2 separate regions of the Sus scrofa genome follow, and region 2 is linked to region 1. The links are chromatin contacts, called in public HiChIP or PLAC-seq maps. All regions are on one chromosome and are shown on one strand. The core of a region is the stretch at or near the end of the contact, and the rest is flanking DNA. Distances in the headings are between cores, read along the strand shown. Region 1 has its middle 17 kb from the start of HPCAL1. Region 2 has its middle 110 kb from the start of HPCAL1.

Region 1 (7,146 bases), core at 2,789-5,288:
CTGGGTCTGGTTACCTGGGTATTGCCTGCTGGAGGTTGGCAGGTGGGCACAGGTGCATGGGGGGCGGAGCCTGGCCAGGTCAGGAGCTGGAGCAGGTGAAGGCGTCCAAAGGAGACAGAGGAGGTGGTGCGTGTGTCTCTTCCCGTCCTGAGGCTCCTGGATGTCTCAGTGCGCACACAGCAAATACTCAATGACCCCCGCGCCCCACCACCAAGAGATCAGAAACTCCTGGAGGCAGATGACACCTCTGGCCGGAGAACATCCTTGGTCAGGTGACAGGAAATGGGAGGTTCCCTTTTCTCCGCCCCTTGGCCTTTGGTGACAGACACGAGGGAGTGGCCCCTGCGCCTTGCCTCTCCGGCTGCCTGCCCCAGGCCCTGGAGGCTAAGACAGCAGGTCCCAGCCTGCCACCAGCCATCACACACTTGACAAATATGCGCTGATCACACACGCCAGAGCTTCCGGGCTCCAGGTTTGCAATGGAGAACAAACTGGAATAAAACTTGGCCAGGGCAGAGTTCCCGTTGTGGCTCAGGGGGTTAAGGACCTGACCTTGTCTCTGTGAGGATGTGAGTTCATTCCCTGGGCCTCACTCATTGGGTTAACGATCCGGTGTTGCCACAAGTTGAGGCCTAGGCCTCACACGCGGCTCAGATCCCGAGCTGCTGTGGCTGCGGTGCAGGCTGGCAGTTGCAGCTCCAGTTGGACCCCTAGCCAGGAACTTCCATATGCCACGGGTGCAGCTGTGAAAACGAAAACCAACAACAAGGAACCAAAACAAAAACCTGGCTCAGGGGCTCCGTGTTCTGCCGGAGGCCCGCTCCGGCGACCAGGGAGCGTCCGCTTTCTCCCGATCGGAGAGGGATGCGGCATCGGCGAATGTGCAATGACGGAGACGGCCTCTTTGTCCCTTCTTTCAGGGCGCTGGACTGCTCAGATTTTATTGGCAACAGTGGTTGATTCTATGGACAGCTTTTTGCTGCAGATGACATCACAGTGTTAAAAGTACAGTGGTCAACTGTTACATGGCACAGCAGCCACACATCATGTTTTAAGATCTTTGTTTTAACTAAACTTAGTGGGTACAATTTAGGGGCAATTCGGTACCATACATCATGGAAAGGAGGGGACAGCACAAATCATCCCACGGCCAGCCAGTCTTTACAACTTGAAGAGGTCACAGACGCGAGAATTTGGCCTTCACCAATCTTGTTTTTAGACTGGTGCTTATCTTTAAAGCGTTATGGCAGGGAGACAGTGTAAGAAAATATAAACCAACTTAACTAGCTATCACGTAAAAGCTTCTATAACTCAGAGCTAGGTGTCTTTTGGTCAAGAATAATATATGTCTAACTTATAGGAACCTCATTAAAATTCTAACTAAAGTTTACTGTATACCTAGTTAGTAGATAAACACTAGGTTTTAACTCAGTTGGATTAAAATAGGGGCAAGTCCTCAGGATGAAAGTCTTATTACACTCTTGTTGTAACTTTGTTAAGTCACACATCACCACAGGACAATAAGAATGGGACATAAGAATAATAAGCAAATAACAGGAAAGACTGAGAAAAACTGAATAGCAAGTGAATAAGAGAAAAGACGAAGTTACCCATGGCGCAATCCCCACTCAGAAACACAAAATGGAAATTATTTCCTGAGAAGTTTGGTTTTCCACCCATGTCAGCAGGCGAGCCTTACTGTCTTCTGGGGCCTGTCCTCGGAATTGCGCCGTGCAGGCAGGCATCCCCTTGTTTAGAAACCTGCCCTCGGAATGGTACCGTTCAGACAGGCCCCTTTTCCTGATTAGGAGCCTGCCCTCGGAACTGCACCGTTCAGGCAAGCTCCCTTCCTCGGCTTCTTGTATTTTCTCGGCTCCCCGCAGTGTTCTAGTTGAGGGAGAGGCAAGGGGCTCAATAAAATACAGAGAAATATTGAAGCAGGAAAGGAGATAAGAATGCGTGTTAGGGTTTTGGTCTTGGACAGAGGACTTGGGGAAAGAAAGCCTCACTGAGAACCGGCCTGAGTGAAGACCGGACGAAGGCGAGGGGGCAGGCTAATATCTGAGGCACGGCCAGTGCAAAGGCCCTGGGGCAGCAGTGTGCCTGAGGAGTGCTAGAGCAGCAGAATCAGTGTCCCTGGACAGGGGAAGTCATGCCTCACAGAGATTTTTTTTTTTAATGATTATTTTTTCCATGATAGCTGGTTTATAGTGTTCTGTCGATTTTCCACTCTACAGCCAGATGACCCCGTCACACAGACACGCACACCTTCTTTTTCTCACGCTCCGTCATAAGTGACTAGAGATAATTCCGCAGGCTCTACTCTCAGAGACTTAACCATGGTTCTAGAAATTAATGAACAGGGCAGGGACTTGGGGTTCTGCAGGAGAAGGGGCCAAGAGGGCGTGACCCCGGGCTACCCTCTCCCCTGGGTGCCATCCACCTGGCATCCCCAGTTGGCCCGCAGAGCAGAAGCTGCTGTGGTTTTGAGGCGGGCGCAGGAAGGGGACATCCTTCCTGGGTTGTGTGTCAAGGCTTATTTTTAGAGTGACGAGTGATGACTTTGCAGCATCACTTCCCGTGGGCATCCCCTTCCACCCTCAAGCACACGGGCAGGTCCTGCGTGACGAGCATTGTGGGCAAACATGTGCTCACACGCGCGCGCGCGCGCACACACACACACACAGTGGGACGCACCGCTCGGCTTGGCAATCTCATCCGCTGTGCAGCCGCTGGAGGGGAACTGTGGTCTGCAGGGGGCCAGCCCTGGCCACGGGAATCGCTGCCCGGGGCATCCCTGAGCTGCTCCGGGTGGGCTTCTGCACCAAGTGCGGTGTGGGTCCCGAGGGCGGGCAGCCCAGCCCCGGGCTCCAGCTGCCAGGGGAGAAGACAGCCGGTAGTAAAAGCCTTGCCCGGTCGGTGTGAGCTCAGTGGCCAAGGGATGGGACAGAGGGAGGCTCCAGCACGAGCGCACGAGGGATGGAGCCATGTCCCCAAGGCCTCGCTGCCTGTTGGCACCTGGCCAGGCCCCGAGCTGGGCCTGGGCCCATCCGGGCCGTCCCCTCTGCCATCTGCCTCTCCCGCCAAGCCCACCCTGCTCCTCCTCCCCTCACCTCCCAGGCATCCGCCTGGCCCCAGGCCCAGGCCCAGGATTTCTGGGACGGCCCAGATTTCACATTTCCTGTCCTGCTGAGGCCTTGAATCTTCGCGCGTTTGTCAGCCCCTGGGGGCCCGTGTCTCGCTGAGAAGTCCTCCTGGGATGGGCCCAGGAGGCGGTGGCTGCTCCTAGGACCTCAGAGGGTCTCGAGAAACTGGCTTCCCACGGATGTCTGAGAAGGTCTGGGTCAGAAAGGCTCTAGGGGGCAGTTCAGAGACTGGGGGGCGGGAAAGGTGGGCCCTCTGGTAGGCACGCTGGATGGCGCTCCGTGGCCACAGAAGGAGGAGCTGGGGCTGCCTCCAAGGGTCCCCCTCGTCGGCCGGCCTTCTCCCCGTCCCCCGCTCCCTCGCTGCTTCCTCTCACCAATTTCACGTCCCTGCTGCTGGTGGGATTATCCTTAGCTGGGCCCTGGGTGATTGGAACTCAGCTTAGTGTCCTTGGGAAAGAGGGTCAGAGGAGAACCGGGGCCTGGAATGTCACCTGTCTTTCCTCGCCCTCCTGCCACGGCCGCCCCGGACCCCCAGGACCCCCAGTCCTGTGCTGGGCTCGGAGTTGGGACTGAACTCGGAGTCGAAAGGCGGGAGGAATCCACGCCTTCCTTCCCCGCTGGACTCTAAGCGCTTTGAGGGCGCCCGGGACTCCTGCGGGTCTCTGCTCTTGGCTCTGAGGCCGCTCAGCAGGTGCTCGGTTAGAGCCGCTTGAGGGACGCTTTGTGCAAGTCTGTGCTTTGGCCCCAGTGCTCCCTGAAGAACCCCTGGCTTCTGGTGCTCTGATTTAAAGAATAAACATGGCCCAGGGCCACGTTTCTGAGCTGTCTTCACTGGGATTATAAATACGCCCTCTGATGACAACTCAAGACCAGAGCCCGGGGGCCACCGAAGGGCAGCTGGCACGTCACCACTCGTGCGCCTAGCGTCTTGGCTGGGCGGATGCCTCTTTTTACGGAGGATGACATGCTGTTTTCATTTCTCTCCAGAGACGTGAAACATGAATCAAATAGCAGATGAGATGATTCACGGGAAGTTTTCTTCCAAGTTTCAAAACACACATACAACCCAGGGATCCGTGGGCTGAACCATACGTAAGTGGAGCCAGGCAGCCACTCGTGGGAGCCCTCCCGCCAGTGGCTCTGCAGCCCCTCACGGCGTGGACCTTGCCGGAGGCTCCAAGGACGCAAGACCCCAGCGGGCCACGTGGGTCTTGAAAACACCTCTTAAGTTTAATGGTTGTGATGTCATTTCTTCTCAGTCTCTTCCCAAGATTTCTTAGAATGTGACCAAACCGCATTCATCTGGGGCACAGAAATTCAGAATTCACAGAGTTCGTCTGGGGCCGGTGACAAATGAGTCAGCACACCTAAGAACCGGGCAGAAATTAGCCTCCTGCCACCTGCTGGACAAAGAGCAAGCGGTCTGCCCACCAGGACCTTGGGGAGAGGGTCACCCGCCCCAGCCGAGTTGGGGAACTTCTCTGCTGCCGTCGAGGCTTCCACTGGGGGCAGGTGGACTGTGCCTCGGGGCCACGTTGTCCAAACTGCTATGTTTTAGATGAGGGACGCGGAGCGGGAGACGTGTGACTTACCCAAGAGGGCCCAGGCCCTGAAACTGGGGGAAGAAAGACGTGCTGATGATACCCAACTCCCACCTGCTCATTGTAAATGCCCCTCATCTCCCAGCTCTCCGATAGTCCAGCCCCTACGCTTTGCCCGAAAAAGAATTCAGAGGCACTCTTTCGGGTATTTTTTTGACTCGGATTTTACATTGGAACTGCCCTCTGGGTAATGAGTCTGAATCCTGAGGGTCTGATGGCATCCTTTCCTTCCTTCCCCTGCTGCATGTCCTCCCCACCCCCTACCTCAGTTAATCTATCCATTTGTTCTCCCCCACTGCATGTCCTCCCCACCCCCTACCTCAGTTAATCTATCCATTTGTTCCCGATGGAGCGCTACTGCTCAGTATTGTTCCATACCGTTCTCTACGGCTCAGGATTGTTGTATGGAGTCCAGTCATGACCCAGGAAGGAGCCCGGAAGGTGCCTGCCAGCTGTGCCGCAGGTTCGGGGTGCTTGCTGGCTGGGGGTCTCTCCGGAAGCTCAGGCCTATGCACGGTTGAAGCCCTGGCTCCCTGCACCCCCAAGAGAAGGCCCTGCCCGCCTCCGCAGCCGGGATCCCCCAGCCACTGGGAGAATGTCACACAGTGGGACGCACCGCTCGGCTTGGCAGTCTCATCTATGTGGTGTGTGCGCACACGTGTGTCACAGACCCACTGAGAGCTGCCCTGCCCCGCAGAGATCTGGGTGGCCAGCCCCCCAGGAAGGCTGGGGGCTGCCCTGGGCAAGGTCCAGCGCCCTCGTTCAGTATCTGCCAAGTCCCCCGTTGGGCAGGGAACCCATCCTGGGCCTGAGCAGGATCCTCCGTGGCTGTTTGAGGGGGACCTGAACCACTTAGAAGCCACAGGAGACGTCTCACTGTTGGGGGGAGCCCTTCGTCTCCCCGGGATGGGGGTTCATGGGCCCCGTGTCACTCCGATGCCCAGGGCCTCAGGCTGGGGCCAGACTTGTGCCTTGGACACGGCGAGCCTGGGCTTCTCCCATCTTTCCCCCTCCTTTTCTCCTCGAAGAACTGGAGTTGGGGTTTCACGGGCCCTGGTGGATGTTTCGAGCTCTGGGCTCCCCGGCTCTCTGCCCACCCCGGCGTGGGGACCAGGGTTTCAGACCCCTGTGCTGGGGAGAGGGTCTGTGGCGAAACGCAGGAACCCCCCTTGCAGCCTCCGGCCTCCCTGCCTGGCTCTGTTGGACACTGGGGTTCAGCTCGTTAAGCACCTTGTGCGTTTCGTTCATCGTCAGAGCTGCGAGACCCCCTCTTCTAGCTGCCTGACGCTCGAAGTTTGTCCTTTCACAGCCTTCGTTTCCCTTTATCCTCACAACTGTGAAACCAGCAAATTATTTCCATTTACAGCCAAAGAAACTGCAGAGACGCTAAGAGGCAGCAGGACGAAAAGGCTAGAGAAGGGTCGGGAGAGATGGGCTGGCCACTTGCTGCCCAGGGAGCGTCCCTCCTATACACAGACCGCATCCCCAGTGCAGCCTCTGAAGCGGGCGATCGGTTCGGTCCCGTGTACAGAGGCGCAAACAGAGGCTTGGTCTGGAGCATCGATGCAGGAGACTTTCTGACTGCAGGACCCTCTGCAGCGCCCACCGCCCCCCGACAGACACCTCCCAGGGCGTATTGGACACTGGCTGCGTGCTGGATGCCAGCCCGTGCTCCGGCTTCCCCTCCTGCTGGGAAGATGTTGCAGGGGGCAGGACCTGGGCTCCTATCCTGGCCAGGGGCATTCGAGGGAAACTGCAGGCTCGCTCTGCATCTGCAAACGGCGTCTGCTCTGCGTCTGCCTGGTACCTTGAGTCACCAGCAGCCCAGCCGGGCACCAGCAGCCAGGAGGAATGTCCTCCAAGACGTGCAGGGGCTGGTGTCGCCAGCCTCCACATGTGATAAGCCCGCTGAGCTGAGCACTCCCCCACCCCCCCAGCTCTGTCCCCCCAGGGGTGGTCGCAGGGATAGCAGGTCTGTGGAGGGACTGGGGGCAATTCTGCCATCTCCGCCCGGCTCTTGCCTTCAGCCGGCCGTGTCCAGCCTGCTGTGGCCTCTTAGCTTCCTTCAAAAGAGCAAGTAGCTTGCAGCCGCCCCAGTCCCTGAGAAGGAGACGCTGTGTGATTCAGAGGTTTGTTGGTTTCACCTTCGGCCTTTGTATGGTTCTGCGTCCCCGACCGGATCCATTGACTGTGGGGCGTGGGCCTTTGCCCGGGGGTGGGGGGGCATGACCAGCCCCCGCCGTCCAGCCCTCCTTCCCTCTCCTTGACCTTATCCTCTGCAACCGGCCTTGCGTTCTCGGCATTCCTTTACAGTCATGCTCAACGCCCAGACTCTGCGGCGCTGGGTGGGTTCTCTCCAGGCGCCCCCACCCCGCCCTGGCACACAGTGTTCCCATTGT
Region 2 (7,146 bases), core at 3,344-5,843, 88 kb before region 1:
GGGCGTGGCTAGAGACGGGGGCGTGACCGGAGGGGTGGGCAGTGGGCGGGTCTAAGTTTGGGGGCGGGGTCGAGCGGGGGCGGGCCCGTCGGAAACTTGAGTGCCCGCCCCCGCCGCGGGCCCCTCCTCCGGCCCCCGCCTCCCAGCCCCGCCTTCGCGTCCCTTCCTTCTCCGGGCTGGCAGGCGGGCCGCGGCGACTGCAGGCGGCGGTCTGGCCGACCGGCGGACAGGCGGGCGCTTCCACCTCGCTCCCTCCCTCACTGCCGACTTCCTTTTGTCTTTCTGGGAGGCGATGAGCGTAGGGCCAGCGCGGCGGCTGCGGGAGCTCAGAGGCCCGCGCTCCTAGCCACCCTTCCTGTCCTCGGCGCGCTTGTCCCTGGCAGCGGCCCGCGCCCGCCCCAGCGCCGGCGGCGCGGAACTTGGGCTTCGGGAGCCGGCGGATCGCGTCCTGCGCCGGAGCAGGTAGAGAAGGGGCGGGCTGCGGAGCTGCGGGGAGTGCGGGAGTGTGCACCGGCGTGCGCTGCGATCCGGCTCTCTGCGCGTGTGTGCGTGTGCGTGTGTGTGTTTGTGTGTACGTGTGTGTGTCGGAGGGGGGGACTGCGCTGTAGAGTTATGGGTGACCGATTACAGTGGTGTATCCCTGGAATGGCGTGTCCTCGTGGGGATCCGTGTTTGCAGTTAGATGTGCACATTTTGGGCTGCGTTTGTGGAATTGTGTGTCGGGGCGCAGTTACCGGTGGGGACCGGTGAGGGGAGGGTGTCGTGGGTGAGCGGCTGTGCGTGGGGTGCGGCTGGCAGGGTGGGCGTGGGCGGTCCGACCCCAGTCGTGGAGCCTCGGGTCCCGGCCTGCCGGCCGGCGCAACACAAAACTCCAGACTCCTGGAGGACATCTGGGATCCGAGCGGTCTGGGATCCGGGCTTCAGGGGCAGCCTGGGCTAGCCCTATCGGGGACAGGTCCACGCGGCCCACGTGAGTGGCCGGTGCGCTCTGGCCAGGGGAGGGGGCCCGCGCGGCGGCCATCTGTTCCCTCTTTCCCAGGCCGAGGGGCGACGGACAGAGCCCTGCTGCGGAGTTAGGAGCCTGGCAACGCCGTGCCCCGCACTGCGACCTGGGCCCGACACGCCACCTTTCCGGGTCACGGTTTTCTTCGCTATCAAATGGGAACAGTTTCTCCCTGAGGGTATGTTGTGACAGTTAAAATGCGAACCACCAAAGAGAGCTCCCGGTCCAGTGCCTGGCACATAGTAGGTAGGTGTTAGGTTCATTGGACTAGTGTCTTTTAAAAAATTGTTTTTTCTTCATCGTTGGTGGGACTCTTATAACACACCCCTACCCTCGCGCATATTTTGTGCCTCTCTCACGGCCCTAACTTGACCGCGAAGCAGCGAGATTCCAGAAAGTTTAGGCTGCCGGGTGCGCAGCCTCCCCGCCGCACCTCCCGGGCGGCGCCGCCTCGAATGTGCAGGAGCGCGCAGCGCCGGGCGCCCGCCCTTCTCCAGCCGCGAAGGCTCCCGCGCCCGAGCGGGGGTCCCTCTCCTGGCCGAAGGCGGAGGCTGCGGGAGTCGGGAGCCCTTTGTTCAACAAGTGCCTAGTCCCCGGGGGCGTGCAGCCCTGCAGTCGGAGAGCCTCGGTGTGAGAGTGGGGCTCCGGGCGGAGACGCATCTCGGGCTCCCAGGGCGTGCCGGCCCGGCTTGGCCACGCTGAAAGCCGCCCCCTTTGCTTCCCGGCCAACACCGAACACCCCCCTCCCCGGAGGAGCCTGTTTGGCAGGACAGCGAGTCCCGCCTTTTGCCTCGACACCGAACGCCCTCCGACGGCCCCCAACCCCCCTCCCTTTGATCAGCCTGACGCAGGAGGTGGGGGGGGGTCCATGTGGGACTCTTCCTCCTCGTCCCACCCCTTAATTTTTATATGTTAGTTTCAAACCCACTTCTCATGGAACTGCAGTGAATGTGCACACAGCTCTAAGCACGACTCACTCGCAGGTGGAGTCGTGCCAGCCGCACCAGAGCGCTTGCTCAGACCCAGCAGGGCGAGCTGGCCAGGGCCGCCTGCGCCTCTGCCACAGTCATTGATTCTTCCCTCCATCTCTGGCTTCATCCTCTCAGGACCCTTCCCAGTGGGGTGGGGGTGGGGGTGGGGGGAGAACCTTTCACCAAGGGAGCGGCTAAGCCAAGGGAACAGCTGCTCGCCGGAATGATTCACAAGGTCCTCAAAATGACGCGCTGGCATGGAGTGGGCAGGGACCTTAGGGATATAGATCGGGCTGCATGTGGGTATGGGGTACCTTTCCAGGTATCAGATCCCTCCCCTGGGTGGGTATTCTCAAGGAAGCCGGGAACCTTTATGACACAGGAGCAGAAACCTCTGGTTGGGTTCCTTTGGTCTGTCTTCCGCCAGGGTGGATGCCCTGAGATCTCAACGGTGGTGGCAGGGCAGGGAACCGAATAAGCTAATTTGTCATCCTGTTTTGGCGTCAGGAGCACACTTAGAACGCAACCTACTTTTCCTCTTTCATAAAATGATTTTATATCCTAGAGGAGAAAAGGGCTTTTGATCTGAATCCTATTCTCTTCTCCATAATCAGATTCAATAGTAATATTAAAAAAAAAAAAATCGGTCTGGCTTTCTCTGCTCAGAAGATAGACCAAAAGCTGGGATTTTTTTTTTTCCCCCTCCTCTAGTGAAAACCAGCTCTTTGTCTCAAGGAAACCAGTGTTTTGGCCCTGGCGCTATTTCTGTTTCACTTTTGAAAGCGCCTGTAATTACCAAGCTCTTGAGGTTTTATTGGATAATGTGCCTCAGGGAAGGGCCAGGGTCTCTGCCTTCTGCGTTCTGGCCCTGGAGGTGGTGCCGCTTCTTGCCTTTCCTGCTCCATTTGGGGTTCTGATTTGGGGAAAATTGAGGTGCACGTGCAGGAATAATGTGGGGGACTTGGCGTTGGGAATTGGAAGCCTGGAAGGACATCTTCTTGTGGAGAAAAAAAGATGAAGTCAGACCCCCAGAAGCACAGAGATTTGCCCCACGCTAGCCAATGGCCCGTTCATTTCCCCAAGAGGCTTGGACCCATTCCTTCAGAACTTATCCAGGGGTCCATTTCTGGCCACCCAGCTGGACGGATTAGACATACAAGGGCCGGGAGGGCAAGGAGTGGGCTCCCCATGGCCCACACTCCCCAGCCCCGGCTTTATGCTCCCCAGGCCCCCTTTCTACCTGGAGCTGCTGTGGAGTTTCATCCGGGGTCTGCAGCCTCCCCTCCCCCTTTCGGGGCTCGGCGGTGTGCAGAGTTCCAAGGTCACTTTCGCCTAAAATGCCATGGTGAGGTCTATGCACAGGGCAGTCTGCTTTCCCTTGATGCCAGCCGGCCTTCCCCTAACTTACTCTAAGGCCTTGCAATGCCGCTTGAAAGCAGTGAAGGGCCGAGGTCTGATCATCCAGGATGCGAATAAGGCGCCCCAGAGTTTATTTGGCACCAAAGAGCGAGCTTCTTGGCAGCCGCAATTTTATCTAGGTTGGGGATCAGGTTTGTATTAGAATTTCGCATTCCAGCAAGCCCTGAACCCTGCTTGTTTGTAGTGGGATAATGCTTCCAATTTAGGAGTTGCCAGCCCAGACATGATGGGGGATTATGTGTATTTTGCTAGTTTGCCACCCCCTGGTGTCACTGTGTTGGGTGGGGTGGCTCTTTAGACTTGAATCACACTCTCCTTCGGGACCTGCCATTCTCCCCCAGTCCTGTTGGGTTTCTTTCATGTTTTCGTGCCCCCACGCGAGGCTGCGCACCTGTGCCTCTCCTGTGGCTCCTGGCGCTTGTCCTCTTCCCTCTGAGTTGAGTGTCTAATCAGGGGATGACACAGGGCATTATATATGGACATGGCACAGCGGGCTTAGGGGCTCTAGGTGCCACTTGCCCCATGGGGGGTGTGTGTGTGTGTTACTTTCCTCAGGGGGGGAAAAAAAAAGTCCATTGCGATATAGTCCCGTGGGTTTAATGCAACTTCAGATAACCAGTACAGTTTGACAGGTGGAACATTTCTTAGGCACTGAGCAAGGTGCACGTCTAAAGAACTTTAAAGAAATAAAACATCTGAAAAGCACAGTAAATCCTTTAAGAGAGCTCAGCCTCTGAATTACAGAGGCAAAACTTCGTATCTTTGCGTTCAGGAGATGTGACTAACTCAGAACACCTTCCAAGAGACCTCGGGCTCCCTCCCCTGCCCTCATCAGGGCTGCAAAGATGTCTTTTTCTCTTTCCTTTATAAGCCCGGTGTACCCCGCCCCACCCTGGCTAAAACAGTGGCTGTGTTTTCTGGGGATTTGTTTCTTTTTAGAGTTTGAGGTGCAACCCAGGTTGGCAGGAAGCTGGGGGACTGGGGGGGCGGTCCTGGGGTCCTTGCCCACCCCCATGCCTCATTAGATGAAAAGTCTCCTTTGCGGAGTTAGCGATGGCTCTCGGACCCTGGGCTGAGAAGCGCTCAGGGTCATTGAATTCTTCCTCGTTGGAGAAAACTGCCATAATCCTGGGCCAGAGCAGGAAGAAAGCTGTTGGGGTGTGTAGTTCCCCTCTTGGAAGCCTTCCCCGATTGCCTAACGCCCTGTGCCCCAACCAAAGTCTTCCCTCACTCGGGTCCGCTTTAGCAAGGGAGGCGTCCCCTTGGCCAGGCACCTGCTCGCCGGCTGTGATTGGCAGCGAGCTCTCCCAGTGCCGAGTGTGGGCTCCGAGCTGCACACATCAAAGCAGAGCCGGAGTTCGCCTCTCCCCTCTCCCTCTCCCTCCCCCTCCCCAGGGTTCTGGGCCCTTTCCCCTGTTTCTGCAGCCATCCCCTGGGTCCGTCCTCTGTTGCCCCACTCCCCTCGCCATCCCCCCCAGCAGAGCCCAGCAAAGCCTCATCCCTTAGCCTGGAGCTTGGCTTCCCTTCCTTCCCCGCTGCTGTCCATGCCGACAGCAGGGCAGTGTTTAAAGTGTTTTCCTCCAGCCTCTCCCTTTCCTCCCTCACCACCTCCCATGTTCGTTCTTTTCCTCCTCAGTTCCTCCGAACACCTGCATGGTCCTGGGCTTCATCCTTGCCTGTTGGAGCTTGGTTTTGGCCCGTGGATGGGGAGACCCTCAGACTTGCTGGGGGAGTTGCCACCAGCCTGGAGGGCAGCCTCCCACCCTGACCCCTGGCTCTGGCCCGGCCTGGGGAGAGGGACTTTGAGGGGCAGGCCAGGAGGGTGGTCTCAGCATCTTGCTTTTCTCCCATCCGCTGATCTCCTACTAAGTCTTTAAAAAACGCAATTAAATCCCCAGCGTTTATATAGCATCAAGTGTACCCATTTCAAGGGTGCTATTCCATACTTTCCAATAAACGGTAAGCATTGCGCAACCTTCACCACAATCCAGTTTTAGAGTGGTTCCCTCCTTCCGGAAGCTCTCCTCATGCCCATGAGCTGTCCCTCTGTCCCCGCCCCTGGCCCCAGGCAGCCACCAGCTGGCTATCTGTCTCGAGCTCTGCCTTTTCTTCCTACCTCTCGTTTTATAAATGTGGCCCGAGGGTCTCCTCCTCTGGAGTCTTCCAGTTGGAATTGGTTTCTCCCTCAGGCTGATGCCGTAGCCAGGGCTCCTCTCTCTCTGGCTCAGGGAGCTCTTGGAAGAAGCCAGCAGGTCTTCCTGGCCCCGCACCTGTCACCCAGCCCCTGGGCCAACCAGAGCACATCAGCCAGACTAACTGAAGTTGCGTGCCTCCCCTTTCATGGCCTCTCTTGAGTATTCAGCAAAGTGTGTGGTTGAGTTGTGAGGCCCTGCTCTCAACAAAGCAAAACACTATTTGGTTTCAGCAGTGATGCGCGAGCCAAATGGGATGGGCCCTTTTTTTTTTTTTTTTTTTTCTAGTGGAAACGTGGAGGATGCCCAGGGCAAGAGAAGTAGCCCAGAGCCATCGGCAGGAAGTAGAGGACCCTAGAATTCAATCCTGTCACTTTCTCTTCCACCCCTACTTGGTGGTAGGGTTCTGCCCTTCTGTGGCTTTTCCTGCCGTTGCCTTCTGCGTTTCCGAGGTCTTTTCTTGCATCGTTTTTGTTCTTTGAGGAAAGTGGCAGAGGGGGAGACCCATTTTACAGATGTGCCACCTGAGGCCTGGAAATGGTACACCCAGCGTATACAGGCAGGCCTGGGTCTGGTGCCTAGACCCCTGGACCACAAATGGTCTCTCGCCCACGGATGCAGTGAACTTCACGGTGGACAGAGAGTGTCTTGTTCCTCCCTGAAGGATGGGGATTGTTAGATCCTGTTTTGCAAAACATCCCTGGACAAAGACGCGGGGTGGGGGCAGGGAGATGCGGGTTCCAGGTGGTCTCTGCTGTGTCGTTTACTGGCTCAGTGATGCTGTCTGACTCTGAGCTTGCTCACGTGCAGAAAGGGGTTCCGAGCCCCTTAGACAGCCTCCTGAAACCTGGACCTAGGGGACGCAGTTGAGTCTGGCTGGTCGTACGTCTGCTGAGATGGAAGAGGCTTCTGTGCTGCCTCTGCCACTGAGTATTTCTTTTCAAAGTCAGATTTATTAGGCATCAGTTGACCCAGACTTGTAGAGCCGCTGCATGTGCCAGTGAGCCAGTGAGGGTCACGATTGGGGTTTGGGGAGCTGCTGTGTTGGATTTTCCCAGCTCACATCTTCCACCACGCGTCTCTCGGGGTCCCTGATGCAGCCACCGTGACCTTGAAGTTGGGGGGCCGCACAAAGAGACCTGCGGGTTATTCCTCAGACCACCCCACCTTGGGCACTTGGAAAGCATTGAGTTTGGGGGTGTGTGTGTGGGCCAGTGGGCTGAAAGGGGACTTCTGGGAGCATTGGCAGAATTTTGATTCTGAGCAGCTGTGTGTGTGTGTGTGTGTGAAAGAGAGAGAGACAGCCCCGTTTTCCCTCCAGCAGTAAAATGCTCAGGTCTCTGCTTCCTTCCTGTGCATTTAACAGATGCTTCCAGAAAGCAGAGTTGACCACAGCTTCCCCACTCTCCCCGTCACTCCCATCCTTTCTCTCTGCTGGGCTGGAAGTCACTTTTGGAGGGAAGTGAGAACCTCTCCAAATGCATCACCTGCATTTAAAGGCAATCATTTCCAACGTCGTGCAATTTTCTGTATTTACACATGTGGCTGAGTGAGGGCGGGG

The links. HiChIP or PLAC-seq counts read pairs in DNA pulled down with a chosen protein or histone mark.
Region 2: a contact with region 1 is called in an H3K27ac HiChIP or PLAC-seq map of alveolar macrophages, with 3 times the contacts expected there. The contact joins two enhancer-like sites. A contact is called at or near these places in 1 of 5 promoter capture datasets (liver), 14 of 47 Hi-C or Micro-C datasets (alveolar macrophages, blood, embryonic fibroblasts and 6 more) and 2 of 2 datasets of contacts at active chromatin or transcription factors (alveolar macrophages and skeletal muscle).

Annotation. Positions count from the first base shown.
Region 1 is chr3:126,124,528-126,131,673 of Sscrofa11.1, reverse strand. It overlaps a transcript of HPCAL1 not described here. Among named protein-coding and RNA genes, the nearest start is that of HPCAL1, 17 kb to the right of the region's middle. Within about 2 kb of position 4,038, at least 30 of the 83 cell types and tissues checked have an H3K27ac peak or open chromatin away from gene starts, as enhancers often do. A contact at or near this core is called in alveolar macrophages, where this site is marked.
Region 2 is chr3:126,213,373-126,220,518 of Sscrofa11.1, reverse strand. It overlaps a transcript of HPCAL1 not described here. Among named protein-coding and RNA genes, the nearest start is that of HPCAL1, 110 kb to the right of the region's middle. Within about 2 kb of position 4,593, at least 3 of the 83 cell types and tissues checked have an H3K27ac peak or open chromatin away from gene starts, as enhancers often do. A contact at or near this core is called in alveolar macrophages, where this site is marked.